Regions from separate parts of the Mus musculus genome. Here region 2 is linked to region 1. The links are chromatin contacts, called in public Hi-C maps. All regions are on one chromosome and are shown on one strand. The core of a region is the stretch at or near the end of the contact, and the rest is flanking DNA. Distances in the headings are between cores, read along the strand shown.

Region 1 (5,553 bases), core at 1,151-3,650:
CATGTATAATTACATGTCCAAGTGAAGGAAACAGCAAGGCAAACATAGACAGTATATGCACAGGAATATGTAGGTCACACATGTATTGTTAGCTGAGCAAAGGACAGAGCAGGCTAAGTGTACCATAAGTCAAGGAGCACACGTGCTTAAGGCCCTCAAAGCCCATCTCTAGCTCACCCCTCCTTTGCTCCAGGGAGAGCCCTGACTATGTTGAAAGCTATTTCCTTGTTTTCCATGGTAACTTACTGCCTGTGCAAATGCTTTAACCCGCAGAGAGAGATGAGTGTAGACTGCAAACATGCTTTTGGCTAGGATTATATTTGTGAGACATAGCATGATCTCTAACTGTCCAAAGGGTCCAGGACTTGGGAGGGTCTGTCTTACTATGTTCCTACAACTTCGTGTATACCCAAAATTAACACTGGATTATCTTAGTTAAGGTGTAAATAAACCTACAGCAAAAATAGTCATCTTAATTCACTTGTATCTCCCATTTTACCCAATTTACAAACCTCTATATTAATCCTAGATGGGGGAGGGAGTCTGAGTACATTGCCAGCTGCTGATCTTGCAACAGCCTGAGCTTTGTTTCTGAACATTTTATGTTTGATTTAATCAGTAATTAGATTTAATACGCCCACACTTCCCATCTAATATATCTAATGGTGGCCAACTCTTTTATATGAGTTTTCTCCTCAGTATTTGGACCCAAATATGTCCAAATACTGAGTATTTGGACCTTAGAAGAACTGTTGGTCTTCCAGGCTAAGGAAAACCTAATAGGGAATAATTAAGTTAAAAACCACCAGCATACTTCGCAGGACCACAGTGCTTGTTAAAAACAAGTAATTAGATCCCAGGGGTGTTGCCAAGTCTCTAGATGTAAGCTGATTTTTAGAAAATATTTATCTATTCATTTATTCTATGTGTACTGTAAGTGTCTTGAGAGTTACAGTGTACACCGTGTGTATCCAAAAGCTCACGAGGGGAGTTGGGTCCCCAGGAACTGAAACCAGGTCCTCAAAAAGCAGCGAGCATTTTAACCCACTGAGTCATCTCTCCAACCCCGTGGCAAATTAATTTTACTGAGTAAACTCTTTACTGATATCTACCTTGTCTTCTTGTTCTCTGGTTCTTTCCCTGAAAACAGTCCACGTTCTGTTTAAATTAGCTGAACTCACCAGCTCCTGAAAGCCTCCCAGATGTGGACATAGAGTACAGGGGCAGTTGTTAAAGCAAGAACAGGGTCACACAGAGAGGTTAGAGGTCAGGGGTGGGGATATGGGGAGGTATCCAAGGAGAGGGTGCGTGCTTTTAAGGGACAAAGAGAAAAGTTGCTGCCAAGAGACGCAGAGTGGGAGAAAGTACAGTTCCACGAACTCCGTGTGGTTCTCGAGATTCAGTGATACCAGAGCTAAGCAAGAAGAGTGAAGCTGTTGTGACCGTTGGAAGTCAGGCTGCGGCATGATGCTTATTGCTTGACAAGGGCCTTGCACTGTTTTCTGTGAGCAGTGTGGAGCTGTTTCTCAATGGGAACATCACCTAGTCTGGGTTTTAGAAATATAGCCTTCAAGACGGTGTGGCGTTTATGTTGTCAGATGTATGTTTTTAAGGTTCCATTCTTTACTTACGAGTTTGAGAAGATGGTCTGTGTGTGCCAGTGACACGTGCTGAGAAGGCTGTAGGAGGGCTCTGGGAACCGAACCCAGGTCCTCTCTCCAGAGCAGTGAGGGTTCTTAACCTCTGAGCCAGCTCTCCAGCCCCAAGGTGGATTTTATGTATTAGAATCTACTTGAAGAACAGTAATCCAGAATAACAGTGCTTTAATGTGAATCCTCTCAGTTCATCAGAGTCCCTGCGACTCCGCGATGTCATTAGCTCAGCCTCTTCCTAGGTCACCTCTCATGTGTTGTCCCAAATCAATGTCTAGGGTGGCAAATCCACACTGGGCATCCAGACTAAGGAGAGAGAAGTCAAGGGAGGTGAGGTGCACTCACTGAGTGTCTTTTTTTTAAAAGATCTCCAGAAATGGTCACGTGACCCCGTGGTGCCGCTCTGTAGGTGCGCATGAACCCCTGTGCATGTCCACCACAGATCAAATAAATAAGTAAGCAAATGAACCAAAAACTTTAAAACCTCTACTCTGAAACCATTAATTCTCTGGAGTTTCCTCCAAACAAATACTTAGATTTTAGGGACAACAGAAAGTGTGATTCTAATACCCAGGTGGCCATAGCTAAGCTCCTCTGGGATCCGGTCTCTCCGTGTGCAAACCCAGAGTGCTGAGCTCAGTCAGCAGGTCCCTGGCTCGCACCAGTCATCAGCACAGAAGCAGTCGCTCCCAGGCTGGTACGCCTTGCCAATGGAAAAAAAAAAGATAATTGAGGCAAGATCTTCAAGTTTAAGTAAACACAGTTGGTCTAATAGCTTCCCAAGTCCTTCCCTTGTCTGCTGGAACCTCGGTCAGTGTGGTCTGGTGGTATTAAACTCTGGCGAATTTACAGAGTGCTTTATTACAGTAGAGTGAGCTTTGCCAATTACATTTCAAAATTATGTTAAAAGGTTTAATTTGGTGGGAGGAAGGAATGGCTCATTTCCTGCATCAAAATGCAGCTGGAGGTCTCAGGCTAAGGCTGGAGAGCTTTGCAAGTCAGAGCAGGCAGGACCCATGGGTGCTGCCAGGCTGTAGAAACTTCCAAGGAGTCTAGAATCGCAGACAGTCTGCTGAGGGTTAGTCTTTGGGAAGACTGATTCCAAGATCTGGAATGCCTTGCACAGACACAACAGTGGGCCCAGGGGCAGGACTGGTCAGGGCCAGTGTGTGATTTGAGCCAAGCTGTCCTCATCTCCTGTGGTCTCTGCCAATAGCAGTGGTCATCAAGGTTAGAGTCTTTAAAACTAGGCAGCATGATGGAGAGCCAGCAGTGCCTTTGGCAGACACTATCCATTTCCCTTGGAAAGTATGCTGGCCAGGATTTCTTTTGGTTTAAATAAAAAATAAAAGTGGGAATCTGATACGGGCGTATTATTTTAGAGTTGATAGCTAGCACAAAATGTTCATTTATCAGCCAAAGAAAATACTCCTTGTTGAGTAAGTATTAGATCTCAGGCTATGGTAGAAACACACATTTCCCAGGTGTCCACAGAGAACATAAATAAGGAGGGTCAGGCTAACTTTGAAGCCGTAGTTATGCTCCTCAAACCCCTCAGAGATTGCCAGCCCTGCTGGGTGTTTTCACACGCCACAGTCTTGGCAGAGGATACACCACATTTCAAAGTACAAATGTCTGTGCTCTTTGCCAAAGCATTACATTTAGGCCCATTTGCAGGGTGTGGGACCTGGAGTTTGCAATTGTAGCTGCTATCAAATATGGAATACCAGATTAGGTTTACAGAATACTCCCAAGTACATGACATCTATAAAATAGAAGTCACTTCTCAAAAGTCAAAATGCCACAGCCTTGCTCATGAACAATCCAAGGTTGGTGTGTGGACGAGCACGCTATTGTTCAGAGAACAGTTTGAGTTTGCACAGAGCTAAACATGACGTTGAGGCAAGGTGTTGAGTAGACAGGCAACTTTTCACACAATTGATTGGTGATTGCTTTATTTATGGATTGAGGAAAATCATGAACATGTTGGGTGCTGTCTCTGTTTGTACACATGTGTGCCCGTGTGCATGCCTCTGCATATATGTGAGCATATGTGCTTGTGTGTGTGCATGCATGTGTGTGCCCATGTGTGCATGCATGTGTATGTATGTGTGCTTGTGTGTGTGACTGTGCATGTGTGTATGTGCATGCATGTATATGTGTCTGAATGTGTGTATGTGTGCTTGTGTGTATGTGTGAGTATGCATGTGCATGTGTGTATGCATTGTATACATTGTGTGCATGTGTGTGCATGTGTTTGCATATGAGTATGTATGTGCAAGTGTGTGCATGTATGTGTGCATGCATGTATATGTGCATGCATATAGTGTGTGTATGTGTTTGTGTGCATGTGTGTATGCATGCATGTGTGTGCATGTGTGAGTATGTGCATGCATGTGTGTACATGTGTATGTGTGCGTGCACTCCCATATGTGTGCATGTAATTGAAGTTCTTTTCCCTCAGTTGCTCAGAAGTCAATCCCTAGGATCATTTTGTCTTGTCTCTTTCTCTCCCACTTCACTTAAGTCTACCAACATTCTGCAGGCCTCCTTTCCGACTCTAGCCAGAGCCCAGCCACATCTGGTCACCTCCTTGGCTGCCAGCCTGTGGTGCCAGCATCTCTTCCTGTACAATGGCAAATGTCTCCCTGATTCTTGCTCTTTGAGATTATTTTCAGTACAAAGACAGAGAGTCCTCTTTAAACAGAAGACAGAGCCTGCCACTCCTCAGACACACCCCGATAATCTTGTCCTCGTTCCGAGAGGAGGTTGATTCCTCCTGGACAGATACGGCCTGGAATGCTCCCCTCCTCGTCTCCTGTCAGCAGTCAGTGCACTCTCCCCACCCCCACGGCCCAGCATGGTGGCCCCATGACCCACCACGGGTCACCACACCCACCTTGGACCTCCATGGACTGTTCTATCTTCCAGCACATGTCAGAGTGCCAGCCCAGGTACAAGTTAGTAAGAACCCAACACTGCCACTGAATCAATAGGAATGAGAAAGATGCTGAGCTCATTGTATGGTCAACATGAGACAGGACTCAACAATGCTGAAGCTAGAAAATTAAGAAAAAGATAAAAATCTGTGTCCTTATAAGAACTAAAGATTTTAAAAGGAACTATTTGAGCTGGGCAGTGGTGGTGCATACCTTTGATCCCAGCACTTGGGAGGCAGAGGCAAGTGGATCTCTGTGAGTTCGAGGCTAACCTGGTCTACAGTGCAAGTTCCAGGACAGCCAGGGCTGCACAGAGAAACCCTGTATCAAAAAAAAGGGGGGGGGCATTATTTCCTTATACCATTTAATAATTATATAGCAGAATTACTTTATATCACTGTACACTTAGCATTTTGAGGCTGGAGAGATTGCTTAGCTGTTAAGAGTGATCACTGGTCTTACAGAAGTCCTAAGTTTGAGTCCCAGGATATACCGCAGGTGGCTCACAACTGCCAGTAACTCCAGCTTAAGGGGTCTGTGGCACTTGTTGCCTCTGGACTCCCCAGGCACATACACTCAGTGTGCACATATCCATGTATACCACACATGGAGACACACACATGTACACACATACAACACACACACAAGAACACACACTTAATAAAATGGATCTTTTTAAAGTCAGCATTTCAAACCGAGTCTCACTTTAAAATTCTATGGTTACAGGTCCTCTGAATGTGATTAAGTACATTAAATACAGTTGTTGTCCATACAAATGTACTTGCAGCATACAGACATGGGGGATTATTTCAATATCACATTTGGGTTGCTGTGTTTTTGATGTCAGAAAGATCCATCCCTGAGGCGTATTGGGGAGAAAGCGCTGAGGCAGAGTGAGGACCCGCCTCAGTGAGCTGAGTTCAGGTGCTTCGCTCTGGTTCACACCTATTTCCTAGTAGTCA
Region 2 (5,740 bases), core at 413-2,912, 93 kb before region 1:
GGCATGTGTGGCATGTTGTTTGGCATGTTGTGTGACATGCTGTATGGCATGTGTGGCATGTTGTGTGGCATGCTGTGTGACACGTGTGGCATGTTGTGTGGCATGCTGTGTGATGTGTGGCATGCTGTGTGACATGTGTGGCATGCTGTGTGGCATGGTAAACTAGCAGTCATTACCTTGCTTTCACTGTGCTTGTCAGACTAACAGAAGCCCATTTTATGCACTGTCTTTCCCTAGGCATAACCTCCACACTAAAGCATAGCTGCAGCTAACAACCATCTTGTTGCAACATACCCACAGTCCTCAGTGCAGCCAGACTGTGAGCACAGGTCAGAGGTCACCAGCTAGTGCAGTCAAGTGTAATAGGAGAAAGTTCCTTCCATCAACAACGATGTGGTGGTTGTGCATCAGTGTGTAGACATGCACTAGAGGTGAGAAAGATACCACCTCTATAAAAGTAGCCAGATGTGGAAATGGCCTTTCCTTCATAATTGGTATTAGTTAGGTTCCTTTCAGACCCATTAATTCAATTTGGATCATCATGGTTTCAGAGAAGTCTTAAGAAACTGGAAAAGATTCAGAAACCTGAATCACCCATATGAAAATTTTATTTAAAAGAGTTAAATATGCAAACATTGTCTTCAAAAGTTGAAAGAACTGAAATTGTTTAACGTTTGAAAGGCTTGGGATGGCTGGGACTATGATGAGTCCGTGGGCAGTAGAGTTCTTGCCTAGCATGAGATAACCCTTCTCACTACAAAAGTGAAGAAAGAATCAGAAGAGGGAGGGGAAAGAAGAGAAAGATGAAAAGGGAAGTAAGGAAGAGAAGGGGAGGAGGAGAAGAGGGATTGGTGGGAAGAAAGGGAGGGAGAAACAGAGGAGACAGGAAGAAGAAGCGGGGCCTTAAAGGGCAGCACATACACATAGCTCCAGCACTCAAGCAAGCAGAGCAAGCACTTCAAGGCCAGCCTGGGCTTTGCAGGAGAAAAACAGAATAAGAAACAAATACATTAAAAGTAAGAGATTTTATTTTTCATGAAGAACTTCTGGCAACTTGGTGCCATTAAGTTATATTTCTGCAATCAAAGACTCTTGCTTTAAAATTTTGTAAGTAACAATCAGTCTTGGCCACTTTCAACTTGGCATCTTCCTGACCCAGGGAATGTTGAAAGAATGTCAACAGTTCCTTTTAGCTTCAAAATATAGCTAGAAAGCAACTATGTATGGAAAAAGTGTTGCATGGTCTGAGAGCTGCTTAAAAGTCACTGAGGAGCAAGCTGGGCTTAAAAGTCACTGAGCGAGCTGGGCCGGTCACAATGCAGAGATGAGAATCTTGAGGTGTCCTGGCTGATACAGAGAGCAGCAGGAAGCTTGTCAGTCAGCTTCCAGCCCACAGCCCCAGGCCAGCCTGACTGAAGGGATTCTAGCAGCAATTACACTGGATCTGCACGGCTGACGTGAAAGAAGGCAGCTAATGACTTCTTCCAGCATAAATCACCGTGACCACCTTGACTCGTGACAACTAAACACATATATCCCAAACCAGTTGACATTAAATTAACAATTCTCAGTGTAGAAGGGATGTTTCCCTGATTGATTCAGGGTGGGTCTGTTGGTGTCCTGGCTCTGACCTGTTATGGGTTGGCTGCAGGATTCATTGGCTCTTTCTCAAGGCTCAGCACACGTGCACACTTTTGTCTCTTCTTGTTGCAAAGCCATGAGCCAGAGCGCCAGGCTTCTCTTCTCGCTTGCTCGGTGACCTTTGTCCTCGAGTGTCACTAGTGAAGGTCACAGCCTCGTCCTGGTTCTTATGACCCTTCTGGGAGTGTGAGCCACCAGTCCTTTGTTTAGTGTCGGTAATTTTTTAGCTTGTACACACAGATATTTGTAAATTGAGTATTTATTTCCCATCTGTATTTGTCTCTGTGGGATCTGTGAAGGGCTTAAAAGCCTTAATAACCATAACAGTGAGACAAAGCAAAGCAAAAGCCAGGCGATTAAATAAATCAAGGCTTGGGCTGCAGAGATGGCTCATCCAGTAAAGATCCTTCATGCACAAAGACCTCAGTCCCCAGAACGAGAAATCAGTGTGTGAGAGGGTGCACTTCACCACCCAGCACTGCTGGAAACAGAAACAGGTGGACCCCCGGGGGGCTCACTGGCCAGGCAGTCCAGTCTAATTGGGAAGGCCTGGACCAGTGATAGACACAGTCTCAAAATACAAACAAAAAAATGAAAAAGGACTTAAAGTTTACATTTCTGGGGTGTGAAGCGATCTCCAGAGTTGGACACTCACTCTGCCTTCTGTCCTGCTTCACACAGGGCCTTGTGAGCTGGTGGGGTGTTATAGTTTACACGTTCCATCTGTCCACATTCCAGAAAGCAAGGTGGAGATGGAGATGGAGGAAGTCCCAGAACCTCTACAGACGCACACACACACACACACACACACACAATTTCTAGCTGATTCTCATTGGCTAGAATGTCAGTCAGTGGCTATTCCCAGCAGCAAGGGATGCTGGGAAATGTACTTCTTCCCGGTGAGAATTGCATGATCTTGGAGGAAAAGATCACTAGGTGGAGACCTGAACAGTGAGCAGCCTGTCTCACAGAGCCCAAGCTTCTATGGCGAGTAGTTTTAACCCACAGGCAGGAGCTGTCAGCATGGTACGGATGCCATTCCTGAGTGCTCCATCATATTGTCTTGTGAATTGGGGAGAAGATGCCCCATTTTCTCAAGGCTAAATAGTTCCTAAAACACACAGAGGATAAGTGGTGCACCCCAGCCACTCAGTTAGTCTGCCACAGCTAAGCCGTTGCTCCCTGGGCCAGATCCCTAAGATGTGCCCGTCTGTATCAGTGCAGAGTAGCTACGGACCCTGCCTTGTTCAGCATAAAGCATAGTAGAGTTCTTAATGCAATCTAGTTTGGGCTCTGTGACAATGACGGTCCTAGGTGTGAAGAAAACCAAGTGAGTTTCTCTCTTCGTTTTGACATGGTAGCCAGTTTTGTCAGCATTCTCAAAGGAATCAGCTGGCAGTGGCATCCCACCTCTGCTACGGCATCCGTCCTTAAATACCGACTCTCTTTTTCTGACTCTAGAAATAAGAAATCGTGTGAAGTTTAAGTTCAGTGGTTGCGATGTGTTCATTCTTTTGCAGCATTTTATTCTTTTATGTGCATGGGGAGGATGTGTTTCTGTGTGTGCTAATGTGTCTTTGTGTGTGAGGATGTGTGTATGAGTGCATGTGAGTATGTGTTTAAATGTGTGTTTGTGAGTATGTATATGTGAATGTGAGTGTGTGTGTAAATGTATATGTATATGTGTCTGTGAGTGTGTATATGTGAGTGTATGTGAATGTCTAAGTGTGTGCATGTGAGTGCCTGTATGTGAGAGTGTGTGTGTGCATGTGGAAACATACAGTGGTTGATGTCTCAAGGCTTCTTCACTCACTTACTACTTTGGCTTTTTAAATTGTTTTACTTTTTTAAAGAATTATTTTTACTTTATTTGTTTAACTGTTTTGCCTCTGGGGTGTGTGTGTCTGTGTGTGTGTGTCTGTGTGCGTGTGTTTGTATGTGTGTGTGCGTGTGTGTGTGTGTACCACATAGGTACTTGATTTTTTTTGAGGTCAGAAGAGGACATCAGATCCCTGAAATCTGGGGTTAGAGATGGTTTTGAGCCACTGTGTGGGTCCTGAGAACTGAACTGGGGGTCCTCTGTGGTACAGCCAGTGCTTTTAAAAACTGTGCTCTCGTTGACCCCTTATACCCTATTTTGTTGAGATAGGGTCTTTCAGTGAACCTAGAGTTGCTGTTGGGACTAGACTGTCTGGCCAGCAAGCTCCAGGTATCCTATTTCAGCTTCCACAGAACTGGGGCTCCAGGCTTACATCATCATGCCCAATTGAAGTTGTTGTTGTTGTTCTCCTCTTCCTCCTCCTCCTCCTTTTCCTTCTTCTTCTCCTCCTCCTCTTCCTCCTCCTCCTCCTCCTCTTTCTCCTCCTCCAAGTGTACATTTTATGTGTTTGAGTGTTTTTTCTGTATATATATATGTGTATCACATGCATGTCTGGTGTCTGCAGAGGCTAGAAAGGGGCACAAGATCCCCCTTGGAACTGGAATTACAGAGTGTTATGAGCTGACATATGGGTGCTGAGAAGCAAACATGGGTTCTCTGCAAGAGCAGTCAGTGCTCTTAACTTCTGAGCCACCTCTCAGCCCCTGAGGCAAGGCAGATGATCACTTATTTCCCACCTCAGGATGATGCTGTCAGTGTGTTTGTCAGGAGAGAGGCTGTGCCATGGAGAAGCCTCACCAGGTAAGGTTATAGGGAGAGAGGTATTAATCCCAGTCTACAGAAAGGTCCAGTCTTGTCTAATTGCACAAGGGAAAAAAAAAATCAGGGTTTTTTGTTGTTGCTGTTATTGTTGCTTATATAGTGACAAATGTTTAGCAGATTGGAATATATATTTCAGTCCTACTAAATGTCAAATTACTGGAACGTTTCCTTGATTTCAAAACCATCTGTGCTTTGTCTTCGAAGGTGAGTGTTATACTTCTTGACATAGACCTAGCTTTCTAACCAAGGGTATGCCATATAAATATTCCACATCAGCCGGTGTGAGAAATGGTCTGCTTTTAAAATAACTGATGAGGGTAGAGAAGATTTAATGTTTGTGGATCTCATTATTATTTCGGCCTGTTCCGAAGAGGGATTTTAATGGCTCTTTGTCCACATAAATCATGCTATAGTTTTCCAGGAAAAAGCTCAAGGAAAATGAAATAAACGAGACAGCGATAGCTTCCTCAAAAGGTTTAGTGTTGGAATTTCCAAGTACAGCTCAGCAGTGGGCATAAAGCTATTATGACCTTCACGGTAACAACAGCCCACCTCGCCAGTACCCAACATAGGCAATCTTGATTCATCTCCAGCTCCATCTGCAGCTTCCCTCTTTTCTCTGGACTGTTTGAAAGATTCCTTATAACCATCTCACTTACCTGTCCAGGCAGCGGTCTACAATAACCATGAGAATAGGCCCTGGGCCTCTGCAGCCACCATATTCCAAAGATGCTCAAGTCATTTATACTAAATGAAAAGAAGACCTGCGAAGCCTCCTCTCATTCCTCTTTCTGATAATCCTAAACCAATGTAACCACCATGCTTGGTGCATTGTGCCGTCTGCGGGGAGGGGCCAGAGACGCATCAGTGCAGGGCCAGCGTGGGCGCTTTCACGAATGCTTCCACTCTCTTTCACGAATGCTTCCACTCTGTAGTTGCTCAGTCCACAGATATGTAAGCCATGCGACTCACAAGCCACAGATGTGTTTCTTGTTTTAGAGGTTGTATTCCCAAGAATATAGTGAGTACAGAGCCAGGAAGAGCAGTGTCACGTGATGCGGCCACCGCGATCCTTTTCTTCAGTCGGGATCCCAGCAGGCTTGGCCCGCTCCCTCTTGTAGTGCTCCAGTGTCTGTCTAAATACACAGGTTCGTCTCTGTGGTTTGTTTTGAAACTTGAATGAAATACTCATGCGGGGTTCACATCATGAGCCTACATGCCTCCCATTTCTGAGAGAGCGTTTATTACGCTTCTCAGCCCCCTGGTCTCTGTTGGAATCAGACAGATTCAGGTCTGAACTTTCCCCTGTGCTTTATTTGATCTTATTCATAACTAGAGGGCAAGTTTGTGTCTATGTAAGGTGTGGTGTGGGCCTGCACCCACGCCTGCACCTGCACC

Evidence for each region. A called contact is a pair of places that touch in the nucleus more often than the background predicts.
Region 2: a Hi-C map of the N1E-115 cell line shows a contact between it and region 1, with 3 times the contacts expected there. The contact joins two enhancer-like sites. A contact is called at or near these places in 5 of 39 promoter capture datasets (embryonic stem cells, hippocampal neurons, liver and 1 more), 4 of 484 Hi-C or Micro-C datasets (the N1E-115 cell line, bone marrow-derived macrophages, liver and 1 more), 2 of 115 datasets of contacts at active chromatin or transcription factors (embryonic stem cells and fibro-adipogenic progenitors) and 4 of 9 other capture datasets (adipose tissue, liver, macrophages and 1 more).

The regions. Positions count from the first base shown.
Region 1 is chr6:145,443,193-145,448,745 of GRCm38.p6, reverse strand. All of the region lies in intron 1 of Gm15499 (a long non-coding RNA gene), which reads right to left. It also overlaps a transcript of Lmntd1 not described here. Among named protein-coding and RNA genes, the nearest start is that of Gm15499, 3.1 kb to the right of the region's middle. Within about 2 kb of position 2,400, at least 21 of the 459 cell types and tissues checked have an H3K27ac peak or open chromatin away from gene starts, as enhancers often do. A contact at or near this core is called in the N1E-115 cell line, where this site is marked.
Region 2 is chr6:145,535,348-145,541,087 of GRCm38.p6, reverse strand. All of the region lies in intron 2 of Gm38475 (a long non-coding RNA gene), which reads left to right. Among named protein-coding and RNA genes, the nearest start is that of Gm38475, 76 kb to the left of the region's middle. Within about 2 kb of position 1,662, at least 9 of the 459 cell types and tissues checked have an H3K27ac peak or open chromatin away from gene starts, as enhancers often do. A contact at or near this core is called in the N1E-115 cell line, where this site is marked.